Regions from separate parts of the Mus musculus genome. Here regions 1 and 3 are each linked to region 2. A link is a contact called in public Hi-C and promoter capture Hi-C data. All regions are on one chromosome and are shown on one strand. The core of a region is the stretch at or near the end of the contact, and the rest is flanking DNA. Distances in the headings are between cores, read along the strand shown. Region 1 has its middle 29 kb from the start of Fbxo28. Region 2 overlaps Trp53bp2 (transformation related protein 53 binding protein 2). Region 3 holds the start of Fbxo28 (F-box protein 28).

Region 1 (3,707 bases), core at 120-2,619, 92 kb before region 2:
GGGGTCTGCTGACTTAGTCAGAAAATAGGTCTGAAAGAATGCTGCACTTCCTCTCAATTAAGCAGGAAAATGCAGTGTGGTGACCTCATAATTCACGATTCTCCTGCCCCAAACACCAGTTCATCCATCCCCTTACACTCCTGCGGGGAAGGCAGTTCAGTGGAGGCATAGGAAGAGGGCAGTTACGATAGTAGATTCTCACGCTTCAGTTTCAGGTCTTGATGTGTAAAAGTTGAAACAACCTGTCCTGTTGGACCATCAGAAAGAAGCCAGGCTCTCTAATGACCAGGTCCAGCCCCACCGGCTCCCTTTCATCTGCTTGCAAGTAAAAGCAGACGACCAGTGTCTTCTGGCTGGACACTGGTCAGGAGGGTATCGTTTTCCTTTGCATGACTAAATGCCCATTTCTTCACAGGCAGGACGGATGTCCGCAGATGAAATGCTCTGTGAGCTGTGGCCTGGCCACTGAATCATCTGGCTTGAAACGACAGGCTGCTATTAGAGTAAACCACACAGCGCTGAAAGGTGGCCAGAGAGGAAGTGCTGCTCACCTTCTTCATAAAGCTTCTCATTTTCTTCCCTCAGACTCGGTGTATTTTTAGGCAGCATAATTATTCCTCTTGACCCAGTCAAAATAGCTCCTTTTCTTACAATTGTTTCTTGGCAGGGCTTGAGTATAATAACCGTATCCCCGGAGTCTTCCCGGATGTCTCTGAAATGAGAAAGGAGGAAATAGGTAAGGGACCCGTCTAAAAGCATGGTTGGGAAAATTTTTAAAAGGGTATTTAACTTCACTCTTCTGAGTCACAGCCTCTCTTAGAGTCTGAACTAGCTCAGAAATTGACTTTTAAAATCTCTGTCTTTGTCTGTCTGTCTCTCTGTTTGTCTGTCTGCCTCTCTCTCACGCGGTCTCCGTTATTGGAGATTGGACACAGGGCTTTCTGCATCTTAGACAAATGCTCTTCTACTGAGCTGTACCTCTAACCCCTGAACTGCTTTTCTTGGAGATGCCTGTAGAAGAAGTCCTACCAAGCCAGTGCCATAGGCAAGCACTTAGAAATCGGGTTTCTGGTATGCTCGTCCTACTTCCTTCTAGGAAGAATTGAGAAACAGCAGTGACCCCGAGAGCCCTTGTGGTTTTATGTATTCCGCAGGAAAACACACCAGTCACACTTTCTGTTGGCCTCATCTTCAGATCAGAAGTACACTATTGGGAAGTAGGGGATCAATTTGTTGTTCAGGCTGGCCTCAAACCCTGGGTCAAGCAATCCTCCTGCCTCCAAAGCTGGGCTTGCAGGTATGCATCTCTGTGCCAGCTGGTCATGCAGTTCTAAAGCCAATTCTAGGAGACGTGGAAGGCTGTGTTTGGCAATTACAGAGGAAGCTGGAGGCAGAGAGCTCTCTATTAGGTCATGCTGCTTTTCAGAAAAAGCTGATATTTCCTCTCCCGGTAAAGATGTATCCAGGTTGTGGTTTTTGTGGGCAGAGAAGAGTTCCCGGAGCACCCACAGCCTTTCCTTTAATCCACATGCTCAGAATCTGACCTGTGAAGCTGGTGGCGAGCTATAGGGCCTGACACAGGCAATTGCAGGAGGTTCATACCTGAATTCAAAAGACATTAGGTAAAAACAAACAAACAAGAAAACTCCTCTAAAACTGACTGCGTCTCTTTGGTTCGTACTTCAAGATGATGTAATGGTGATGTCAGAAGGGGTCTGTACCATGTGTAGCTGTATGAATTATACCCAACATTTTCTCTAGGGAAAAGGCTAGTAGACAGTTTTGCATAAGCTGGGATGTACCTTGGTGGTAGCTAGAGCACTTGCCTAGCTCTGCATTTGATAGAGGTGAGTGTGGGAGGATAGATGGATGGATAGATGGACAGACGGATGGGTGGATGGATGGATGGATGGATGGATGGATGAATACATGAATGAAAATACAGCAGGTTCCCAAGCCACCAGGGACATTTTCAAAGCCAGCATCTCCTGTGCTGTCCCAGACTGATCTGAACTTATATTACTGTGTGCCTCGTGCAGTTCATAACAAGGGGAGCAGGAACTGAACTCATGAAGCCAGGAAGGTCTGAGCATGCCTACTCCAGTATAGACTTGCTGCTGCTCCTTGAGGACTGAAGAAAAACTATCTTCTGGCAGAGGCCAGGGAGGATTGGAAGTCCTGAAAGACTGTGGAGGAATCCTTTATCTGCTGCCTGCGTGGGGGTGGGGAGGGGTTCAGCAATTTGCTCAGGATGCAGCTTCTTTTCTCACCCAGCCCTCAGGAACCTGCTGGGGTGTGTGTGTGTGTGTGTGTGTGTGTGTGTGTGGCATGTGTGTGTGTGGCATGTCGGGGCCACCTGAACAGCGACAACACACTCACAATTAGTTGTCACCGTGAGTTCTGGCAGAAGGCACTCGGTGTCCTCTCTCCTTCCTCTTTCTTTGCTTTGATTTTTGTAACTCAGGCTGGACTTAAACATGCTGCAATGCTCCTGCCTCAGCCACCCAGGTACTGGGATTATAGGTCTGAGCCGCCACACCTGGCACACTGGTTCTGTCTCATGTCCTCATCAGTGGGCTTTTTCAGCCACTCCCATTTTGCACTGTATGCGTCAAGGTTCACTAATCTCTTTGTCTGAGTTCGAGTCTGCCCAGCACATTATATCGGCCCTAAAGAAGCCCCGCCCTGTGTTTGTTGTTAGCGTCATAACTTACTACTCAGAACATCAGACAGGCTCCGTGGGTGCTGGCCTCAGATGTGTCTAGCATGCTCTCATAAACCAAGCATGGCAGCCGTCCCCCGTCATCTTAGTGACTCTACTCAGCATCTGCTGGGCGGCTGCAAGAGAGATACCAGCCTCCTCTGTTCGTTATCCAAACCTACGTCAAACTGGAACTCACCGCTCATTTCCTCAACCTTTTTCCTAAGTTCCTCCATAGCGGGGAGTGCTTAATAACAATTGGGGTTTGAAATTTGGGGTCCTCTGCCTCCCCTGCTCCCCCAGTTAAAGTACCACCATCCTATGACTACAATACTTGCAAAAACCTGAACTAAACCACAAAACAAACCTTACCTTTTCAGCTTAAATCTGCCTTCTTAAAAAAAAAAAAAAAAAGAGGGCCACCAAGATAATTCAGTGGGTGAAAGCTCCTGCCACACAGGCCTGGCCACCTAAGTTCCATCCCTTGAGTTCATTGAGGAAGGAGTAGGCCCAGCCCTGAGAGTTCTCTGCTGGCTCTCTCACACACAATGATAAAAAATGAAATAGAGTAAAATTTAAACAAACATTAGGCTAGGTGTCGTTCAGACCTACGATGTAGCTAGCACTCAAGAAAATGAGGCAGGAAGATCGCTGTGAGTTCAAGGCCAGCCCAGGCTACATGATGAGTTACAGGCTGGCATGGTGATGTGGCCTGCGATGAGATTCTTGTCTCAAAAACAAAAGATTTAATTTCCTATTTCTCATAACTGAGCGACGTTTGTAAGCTTCATATAACGCCATGTAACAGCTAAGGAATGCAGTCCTCGCAGCTCATAAATTAGCTATGAATGGCAATGGACCTGTCTCCTGAGTCAGAGGCTTGGTTCACAGAGATTAGATAAAAAAGGAAGGCCTTAGATAACACAGGAAGGTGCCCAGGAAAAGCTCCTCCCCTGCCTGGGTCCGATTCAGCCCTGATAGATTTATCCATGCAGCAAGGATCCTT
Region 2 (3,755 bases), core at 869-3,368:
TATATTCCAAATTTGTGCCTTAGGCTCTTTTATAGGTTTAACCCAGGTGCCATGTAGGTCATGCCCATGTTCCCAGCACTTGGGAGATGGAAGTAGGAAGATCAAAAACAAGGTCCTCCATGGGCTTGGATATTCCTGTCTGCAGCCTGCACACAACAAAGACTCTCGGAGTGAGTGAGAGAATTAGAGAGAGAGTGCAGGCGGATTGAGATCAGGCTTGGAGTGCTTGTGGATCTGCTGGTGGTGAGGAACATGAAACATGCTAAAGGGCAGGAGAGACGGTGATGGACACATGGGTCACGGAGGTCACGGGCCCTGGCTTCCACATTGCCGCCGTTCATTCAGAACATTTCTGGTCTGTGTAAGCAGGTGTTGGTGCAGACTGAAGAAGCCTGCCTCTGAGCTTGGTGTGCAGACAGTGCATATAAGACATTGGTAGGTTTTTATCAAGCGTCAGTTAGACAAGGTCTGTCCTATAGCTTTAGCTAGAAGCCTGTGGGAGATGTCCCCAGCATCACACCAGGAGCAGGGCTCTCTCTGCTAAGGTTCTTCTGCTTGAGTGTTTCAAGGAGCCTGGCCCTGGGACCTGGCATTCTGGCTTGTGACAGTGACCCCCTTCCTGTGCTTGTCTGTCACATGTCTGTTAAAAGGCATTTGCTGCACCTTAACTGCTGTTTTCTGAGAGCAGCATTTATTGTAAAATAACTGCTGAGCCATCTCTCCAGCCTCCTAATGCTCTGATCTCTCAGGAGCTGCTCAGATGAGTTCCTCTTCTCCCCTCCCCCATGTCTGTGAGTGGGATGAGACAGGGCTTGGCCATGTAGCCGAGGCTAGCCTCAGACTGAACCCTCCTGCCTTCCAAGTGCTAGGTTTACAGGTATGTCTCACCGACCTACCTCATTTGTTGGGAATTATTAACTAATTGGACATATTTGTGGTATGAAGCATGACTTTTTAATCATTTTTAAAACAGAGGGGGCGGGGGGAGAGTTTTCATGTGCCACAGTAATTGTGTGAAGTCAGAAGACATTTTTGGGAGTTGAGATTGCGATCCACTGAAGACGCCTGGCAGGCAGCGTCAGCTGCTGAACATCCCGCCTGCTCCTTCCTTGCCACCCTAACCCGAGTTTACAATAATGGCTGATTTATAAAATGGCTCAGTCAAGCTAGTAACCTGTGTAACCTGACAAAGCGGACCTTTAATTCTGTGATGGAAATAAAATCTGTTAGCGAGTTTTCAATTAGTATGTATGGTTTTAACTATTAATTCCTATGGTGTACAACAGACTGCTATTAAGTTGAATTTTCTAGTGAAGAGAATGGTTAATGAGATGGAGGATTATTCTGAGGGGGAAGCAGTCAGTCAGAGACAGGGTTGCGCTCTCAGAAGGTTTTGAAATTAACAGACAGGGATAAAGGTTGTAATTTTAGTCCTAAACTTAGAACTCCTAGTTCCCTGGTGCTCTCTTCTATAAACGTGTGCTGTATGTGTCATGTTTTAGTATCTTCTGAGTATTAAAAAATAAAGGAAATTTCACAATGTGGAATATTTAGACAGGCTCAGCCTGGAATCTGCAAAGGGCTTTGACAAATGTCTTTTCTCAGCTGAAACTGACTCTTAAATAAACACACCACCTCTTTTGTTTTCTTGTCCCTAGGAGACGAAGGGGAGGGTTTGTTTAGCTTGATGGTGAAATTCTAGTTTGACTTGCTCTGGGCCTCCAGACAGAGCCCTGCAGCCCTCACATAGCCTCCCCTCGCTCTTGTTAGGGAAAGCACAGGCCAGCAGAATCCCAAAGCATTTCATGTCTTCCGAAGTCCACTGATTCAGGCATTTGTCCTGATAGGCTCAGGTTCCACCCACAGTGCCATGTCCTGTAAATAAGGTTGAAAAAGTGTGGCTTACATATGTGGTTCCAGTACTTAGGAGTGTGAGGCAAGAGGATTGTAAGGCTAACCTGGGCTACCTTGAAAGACCCTGCCTTAAAAAAAAAAAACAAACAACGACTTTTGCCCGTCATGATGGGTTTCCAGATTCTGGAGCACACAGCAATTTACAAGTAGTCTTCAGCGTTTGGCTTCCCTGGGCTGCAGTGTGGTTGAGCAAACTGCAAGTTGAGTTCGTGCCTGGAGTCTGTGTCACGGCTCTGTGGTGCTGTTCCAGCTGCTGGGCCCTCGATGTGATCAGTGCAGATTCACTTCCTGCTTCCACAGCTCAGTGCCTTCCCGAGTTGGTTTCCTGTGTCAGCTTCCTTGCCCCTCTTCCTGTACTTATTGAAATATTGTAAAACTTCCATACATATGCCACATGTAAATCTTTTTTTAAAATTCTCTTGCAGCTATACCCAAGAATTAAACCAAGACAAAGGAGCTTGGCCTGAAACTTGAGTTAATGAAGAATTAATGAGCTAGAAGAAATACTATGATTATCCAGGAAAAAAAAATCAGAAGGCTTACTTTAATGACAGTATAGCTCAGAAGCAATGAAGAATGTGCCGTGGAAGAAAATGAAGGACCGAAGGACTCGGCGTGAGCAGAGGCATTGCTGCTGAGCCCGCACCACCCTGGCTGGCAGAATGCTCATGGCGGCGCAGCATAGGAGGCAGCCATCTGGCTTTGTCAAGAAATGGGACCATTTGCTGGACTGTGGGAAAATCAGTTTCTTGTCCTGTGTAGGGTGATTTTGGCACTGTTCCCATTCCGCTGACCTGCCAGAAAGGACCTGTGCCATCTGGCACCATCTCCAACTGCCCCTGAGCACCAGCAGGCTTTGGGATCCCCGGCGGGTGCTGTACACTTGTGTGTTATCAGTGAAGAACTGTTAGCTGCTTGTCAGTGAGCAGTAACTATTGTATGAGTTATTGTAGCATTTAAGAATTATGCGTATATTTGAAATACTGAAATTAAACTACACTACCTAATCTAAAGTAGATTTAGAATCTTGTTTTTAGATTGAATTTGAATCTATATTTATTGTCTTTTTGTATCTTGGAAATTAGAGATTTGTTATAGATTTACCTGTATTTGTCAAGATCATAGCTGGTTTTAAAAATGATTGTAATAAAATTAAACTTTATGACTCCAAGCTATTTCCTGGTTTTCCTTTTAATGTTATACACAGCTTTGGTTATGGGGCATAAGCCATTGGGCTACCTACTGCACAGCTGAGAAATAGTGAACTGCTTGATCCAACAGTCGGGCACTGTGGGAAAACTTCCTGACAGTCGTGTGATTGAGAAGTGGTTCTTAATTACAGATATGCATCTCTGCAGTTTACAAGGCTGAATGGCTAGAGTACTGTGCTTTTAAGAGACTGGGGTGAGGGTGTGTGTGCTATGTACCTGTTTCCTCATGGAGGCTGGAAGTGAATGTGGGATACCTTGGAGCTGGGGTTAAAATGGTTGGTGAACTACCTGATGTCTGTGAAGGGATCTGAACTCTGGTCTTCTATAGAGCAGTTGGTGCTCTTAACCACTGAGCCATCTCTCCAGCACCTAACTTAGTAATTTTTAAAAAGGTCATAGAGACCATAGTGAAAGAAAGCTTACTTGGACCTACAACTTCTGCTGGGCTATTTTAATGTCCTTTAATGTCCTCACTCTTTACACATTATTCATAAAGTTATAAAAATTTACTTGTTTACTTACTTATTTTTATTACCAACCAAGTAATGAGTTGTATCAGAACCCATTTTGCTTAGTGAAACCATAATAGAAGGTGTAGGTGCAAACCCACTGGTTACTTTTTCTAGACTT
Region 3 (4,107 bases), core at 166-2,665, 120 kb before region 2:
TTGAATGAATGACTGCAAGCTGTTTTTAAAGATGATTTCCTTTGAAACACAATACTGGTCAATTTAGAGATGGAAGAATAGGGCTAAAATATGGCATAGCGATGAATAAGTAACCGCCACACACAGCACATTCAGAAAGATGTCTTTGTCCTTTTATCAACAATCCCGAGCACATTTAAGTGACTACATCAAACCAGCTCACAACCACTTCAAAATGTCCACCTCCTCCAATTTCCTAACCACCTAAGGGGAAATACCCCGGTAGGAAGTGAGATATCTTCCTGAACCAAGTAATTCATCAAATCTTCGGTCAAACCTCAGGGATGTAGTAAAATTCCAATGGCAATTTTTTTTCTTTTTAAATTTTGGCTAGGACAATGTGTTATTTTTAGGGTATAATAAGTAAACCACTCCGACTGCAGGAGGGTGGGCTTGAAGCACATTTGAAAAAAAAAAGCAAACAAGCGGGAGGGGGTAATAGCTTGACAAGGGGACAAGTTGCTTCGCTATAGTAAGGAGTGTCAGGGAGGCAAAGCCAGTCAGGTCATCATCTCCCAGGGCTCTACTTTAGTGAGCAACTAAGGCTCTGGGGTTTTAAACGCACAACACAACTGCAATCTTAGAACCGCAACTGGGGCTCAAGGGGGAGCGGGGGGGGGTGGGGGGGGGACAGCCAAACCCCCTTCATCCTTTTCAAGCAGAAAGCCTGGGTTGGAGGGACAATACACACTATTCTTGCAACACAACCCAAGCCTGGCTGGGATCCTCTGCCCACTTGGGAGTGAACTCCAGAGCCCGAGCGGGCAGTCGAGGCAGGCGCCTGCCCCTTCGGGAGTCCCTGTCGCCGGTCCAGCCGGGCGGAGGGCACCAAGCCCCGCTCCGTTACTTCTCGCAGGCGGGCGCGTCCCGGGCTAGGGGCGAGGAGACCCTCGGGGCGGGGCGAGGCGCAGAGCGGAGCCTCGCCCGCCCGGCGGTCGCGATGCCAGCGCGGCAGCAGCAAGCACCCCGCCGGCCGTCGCCAGCGCCACTTCCCGGCTGCCGGGGACGCGCGCGCTCCGTGTCCCGAGCCGGCGGGGCTCCCTCCCCAGGAACGCGCCGCCCTCGCCGGTCCTCCCCAGGCCTCGGCCCTCACCAGGCGGAGCTGGCTAATTTCGTCGTAGGACATAAAGCTGAGGATGTTCTCGATGGCTACGATGGGCAGCGCCACCAGTGTGTTGTTTTGGGGCAGGTGGTCCGGTGCCAGCGCGGGCGCGGCGGGTGCCTGGGACCCGGGCGGCGGGGCCTGCGACGGGGGCGCCGGGGGCTGTCGCTGAGCGGAGCCGGCAGCCGAACAGGAGCCGCCGTCGCCGTGGCCGCCGCCTCCTTCCTCAGCCATCCGCTCCTCAGACGCCGCCGCCATCTTGGGAGTTTGATTCCTTCCTCCAATGTAAGGGGATCGGGACACTTCCTGTGCGTCACTTCCTCCTCCTGGGGGGGGGGGAGCTTAAGGAGAGGGAGGAGCTCGTGGGATGACAGCTGGAAAGAGAGGCGAGCTTTCGGTGCGTCCATCGGAAAGGAGGGAAGATAGTGCACACTTCAAGAGAGGTGGTCGTTGTAGCTCTTTAAAATCGGAGACTGCCTTGTTAGAGTGGAAACGAGCAAGGATTCCGCAAACCCTAAGAAAGGCGGTCGTCATAGTCCCTTTCATCTGATAAAAGGAACGACAATGGAGCAGTTTTCTTTAAAAGCAACTCGCCAAAGGATGATAAAAACCATATCACCTTCATAAGTTTAGACGGAAATTTGTATTTAGATCAGCATCTCCCAAGAGTCACAGTGATAATTGCAGCATATAAAAAGGAATAAAACACCGCTAGTTTAAAACTACAAGACAACAGGTAAACCCTGAAAGCACATTAATGAAATAAAAACACAGAGTCACACACCATACGACTACTTTTATGTGAAATGCCCTATGTAGGCAGGTCCATAGAGTCAGGGGCGAGAGAGAGAGAGAGAGAGAGAGAGCACAAGCGAGCTTACAACACTTGGTGCACTTCCAGAAGACCCGAGTTTGGTTTCCAGCACTAACACTGGCCTTTGGTTTCCAGCACCAACACTGGCCTTTGGTTTCCAGCACCAACAACTGGCTGGTTTACAACTGCTTAACTGAAACAGAGTGGATTCGTGGTTGGTGGAAGTTGGGAATAAGGGAAGTGTGGAAGACAACAGACAGTTAATGGGTGCATTGTTTCTCACTGGAGGAATAGCCAGTGCTCTTAACCTCTAAGCCATCTCTCCAGTACCTGAATTGTGTGCTTAAAAAAAAAAAAAAAAAAAAGACTTTTATTCTCTGTGAATCAATTTAGGTGAGAACCAATGAAAAGATGCTAAAACCAGAAGACAAGCCTGTGGTAAGGTGTAGCACGTAGTCTCAAAATAACCCACTTCTCATGTAATGCATTAATCACAAAATAAGAAAGGTATGATACAGAAATTCAGGGAACAGGCTTATAATCACATGATTAGGAGTACCACCACAAGTTGTGGGAGGAAAGATCATCACGTGCCTCTTACTAGGACGCCCCATAGGTGACCCAGCATAATGTAGTATTATTTCATGCATAAAAATACACACTCTGCATCTGAAGTAAACAAAGTCAGGTTGGACTTGGTGGTGGTTTGGGTAAGATTGTTTCCTACAAGTTCAGATATTTGAACACTCAGTTCTGAGTTGGCCTTGCGCTTTGGGGTTTCTTTGGGAGGTGGGGCCTAGCTGAAGGAGGCGTGTCACTAGTAGACAGTGATTGCTTATAGTCCCACTCAACTTCCAGTTTGCTCTCTGGTGGTTTGTGCTGGAGGGTGAAGATGTGGTCTCTCAGCTTCCAGCTCCTCCCGCCATGCTTGCCACTTCATGCTGTGTCTCCTCGCCATGATGGACTCTTTCTTCTGTAACTTGCCTTCGTCCTGGTATTTTATCACGGTGACAGAAAAGTGACTAACGTACAGACTTGAACCTGTACTGATTCTGTCTTTGACTCCCATGATTCCAGTTCTTAGGTTTCATCCAGGATAACCAAAGTTCCGGTGCATGAGCCGTCTCGAGCACATTCAAACCACACGCACATCACAGAGGGCTGGTTAGTATTCAATATGTATTTTATGTCTAACTGTTTTCCAGACGTTTGCATATTCATAATGCGTTGATTTTCTCCCTACTAATAGACTGTAATTTTACTTTTGTGCTTAGGGCGTTGCTACCTCTTCAGAGAACCAATTTCAATTTAGTCTAAATGGAAATGATTTTCTACCTAGACTTATTAAAGTTAGAAGCTTTCTTGATGGGTTAAGTTGAAATAGAATTTCTATAAGAGGAGACGAGTTAAGTACATTATAGAAACTCTCACATGAAAAAGAGCTTACAGAGCATCCTGTAAAAGTGGACCATCATCCCCTCAGTCAGCTCTTGTGGTTTGTCAATCCACTCCTTACACACAGCTGCTGTGTGAATGGATCCTACAAACTGCAATCCTTTCCCCATAACTCTCCGTATAAGGACCACCGATTAATGCTCAGATCTTTTGGTCTGAACCACAGAATACAAGTTTGGGACTAATTTTAAGCAGTTCCTGCCACTCAGCTCATTCCAATTTTTCTCTCTTTATATACATGAGATTCCAACCGTTACATTCCCCATGCTTGTTTGAGGATAATATTGTTATTGGAAGCACTTGGAATTGAACTCATGGCCCTGTGTGTGCTAGTCACATACTCCACCATCCAGTTATAGCCACAGCCCCTAAAAGTGTTCACAAAGAGAATTTCAAAGCAAATGGTAGTCTGGTTTTAATTTTTAAAGTCGGCCTTTATTTTGGATAGAGTTACCGACCAAAACGAACAGGTGCACTCTGAGGAGAAATTCTGAATTCCAAATGTAGTTTCATGCCAGCCAGATATCAGGAGTGCTTTACAAGACAGCAGTTTCCAGTAGGGGATGGACACACACTTCTCAAGATTCACCTGTGTCTAGTTTCGTGCTTGGGAGATGTGAAAGAGAATGAGATCTTCCTTTAGAGCTGATATTAGGATAAACTGAGGCAGGAAGTGAGTGGCACCTTCAGTTTACTT

Evidence for each region. Promoter capture Hi-C pulls out the DNA fragments that hold promoters and counts their contacts. Hi-C and Micro-C count contacts between places; a contact is called where the count stands out from the background.
Region 1: a contact with region 2 is called in a Hi-C map of uterus, with 2.8 times the contacts expected there. The contact joins two enhancer-like sites. A contact is called at or near these places in 1 of 15 datasets of contacts at CTCF or cohesin (pro-B cells), 31 of 484 Hi-C or Micro-C datasets (3T3-L1-derived adipocytes, B cells, the G1E-ER4 cell line and 22 more), 1 of 115 datasets of contacts at active chromatin or transcription factors (neural progenitor cells) and 2 of 9 other capture datasets (liver and pancreatic islet).
Region 3: a contact with region 2 is called in a promoter capture Hi-C map of 3T3-L1-derived adipocytes, with 3 times the contacts expected there. The contact joins the promoter of Fbxo28 here to the enhancer-like site in region 2. A contact is called at or near these places in 9 of 39 promoter capture datasets (the 3T3-L1 cell line, 3T3-L1-derived adipocytes, the C10 cell line and 4 more), 3 of 484 Hi-C or Micro-C datasets (cortical neurons and nephron progenitors), 2 of 115 datasets of contacts at active chromatin or transcription factors (the SCID.adh cell line and embryonic stem cells) and 3 of 9 other capture datasets (adipose tissue, liver and pancreatic islet).

What each region holds. Positions count from the first base shown.
Region 1 is chr1:182,368,517-182,372,223 of GRCm38.p6, forward strand. No RefSeq gene overlaps it. Among named protein-coding and RNA genes, the nearest start is that of Fbxo28, 29 kb to the left of the region's middle. Within about 2 kb of position 1,370, at least 88 of the 459 cell types and tissues checked have an H3K27ac peak or open chromatin away from gene starts, as enhancers often do. A contact at or near this core is called in the HL-1 cell line and uterus, where this site is marked.
Region 2 is chr1:182,459,348-182,463,102 of GRCm38.p6, forward strand. It overlaps Trp53bp2 (transformation related protein 53 binding protein 2), which reads left to right. Exons shown (of 18, transcript NM_173378.2): 18 at 2,340-3,089. The coding sequence ends at 2,381. Among named protein-coding and RNA genes, the nearest start is that of Trp53bp2, 52 kb to the left of the region's middle. Within about 2 kb of position 2,119, at least 85 of the 459 cell types and tissues checked have an H3K27ac peak or open chromatin away from gene starts, as enhancers often do. A contact at or near this core is called in 3T3-L1-derived adipocytes, the HL-1 cell line, adipose tissue and 4 more, where this site is marked.
Region 3 is chr1:182,340,191-182,344,297 of GRCm38.p6, forward strand. It overlaps Fbxo28 (F-box protein 28), which reads right to left and starts at 1,416. Exons shown (of 5, transcript NM_175127.2): 1 at 1,133-1,416. The coding sequence starts at 1,399.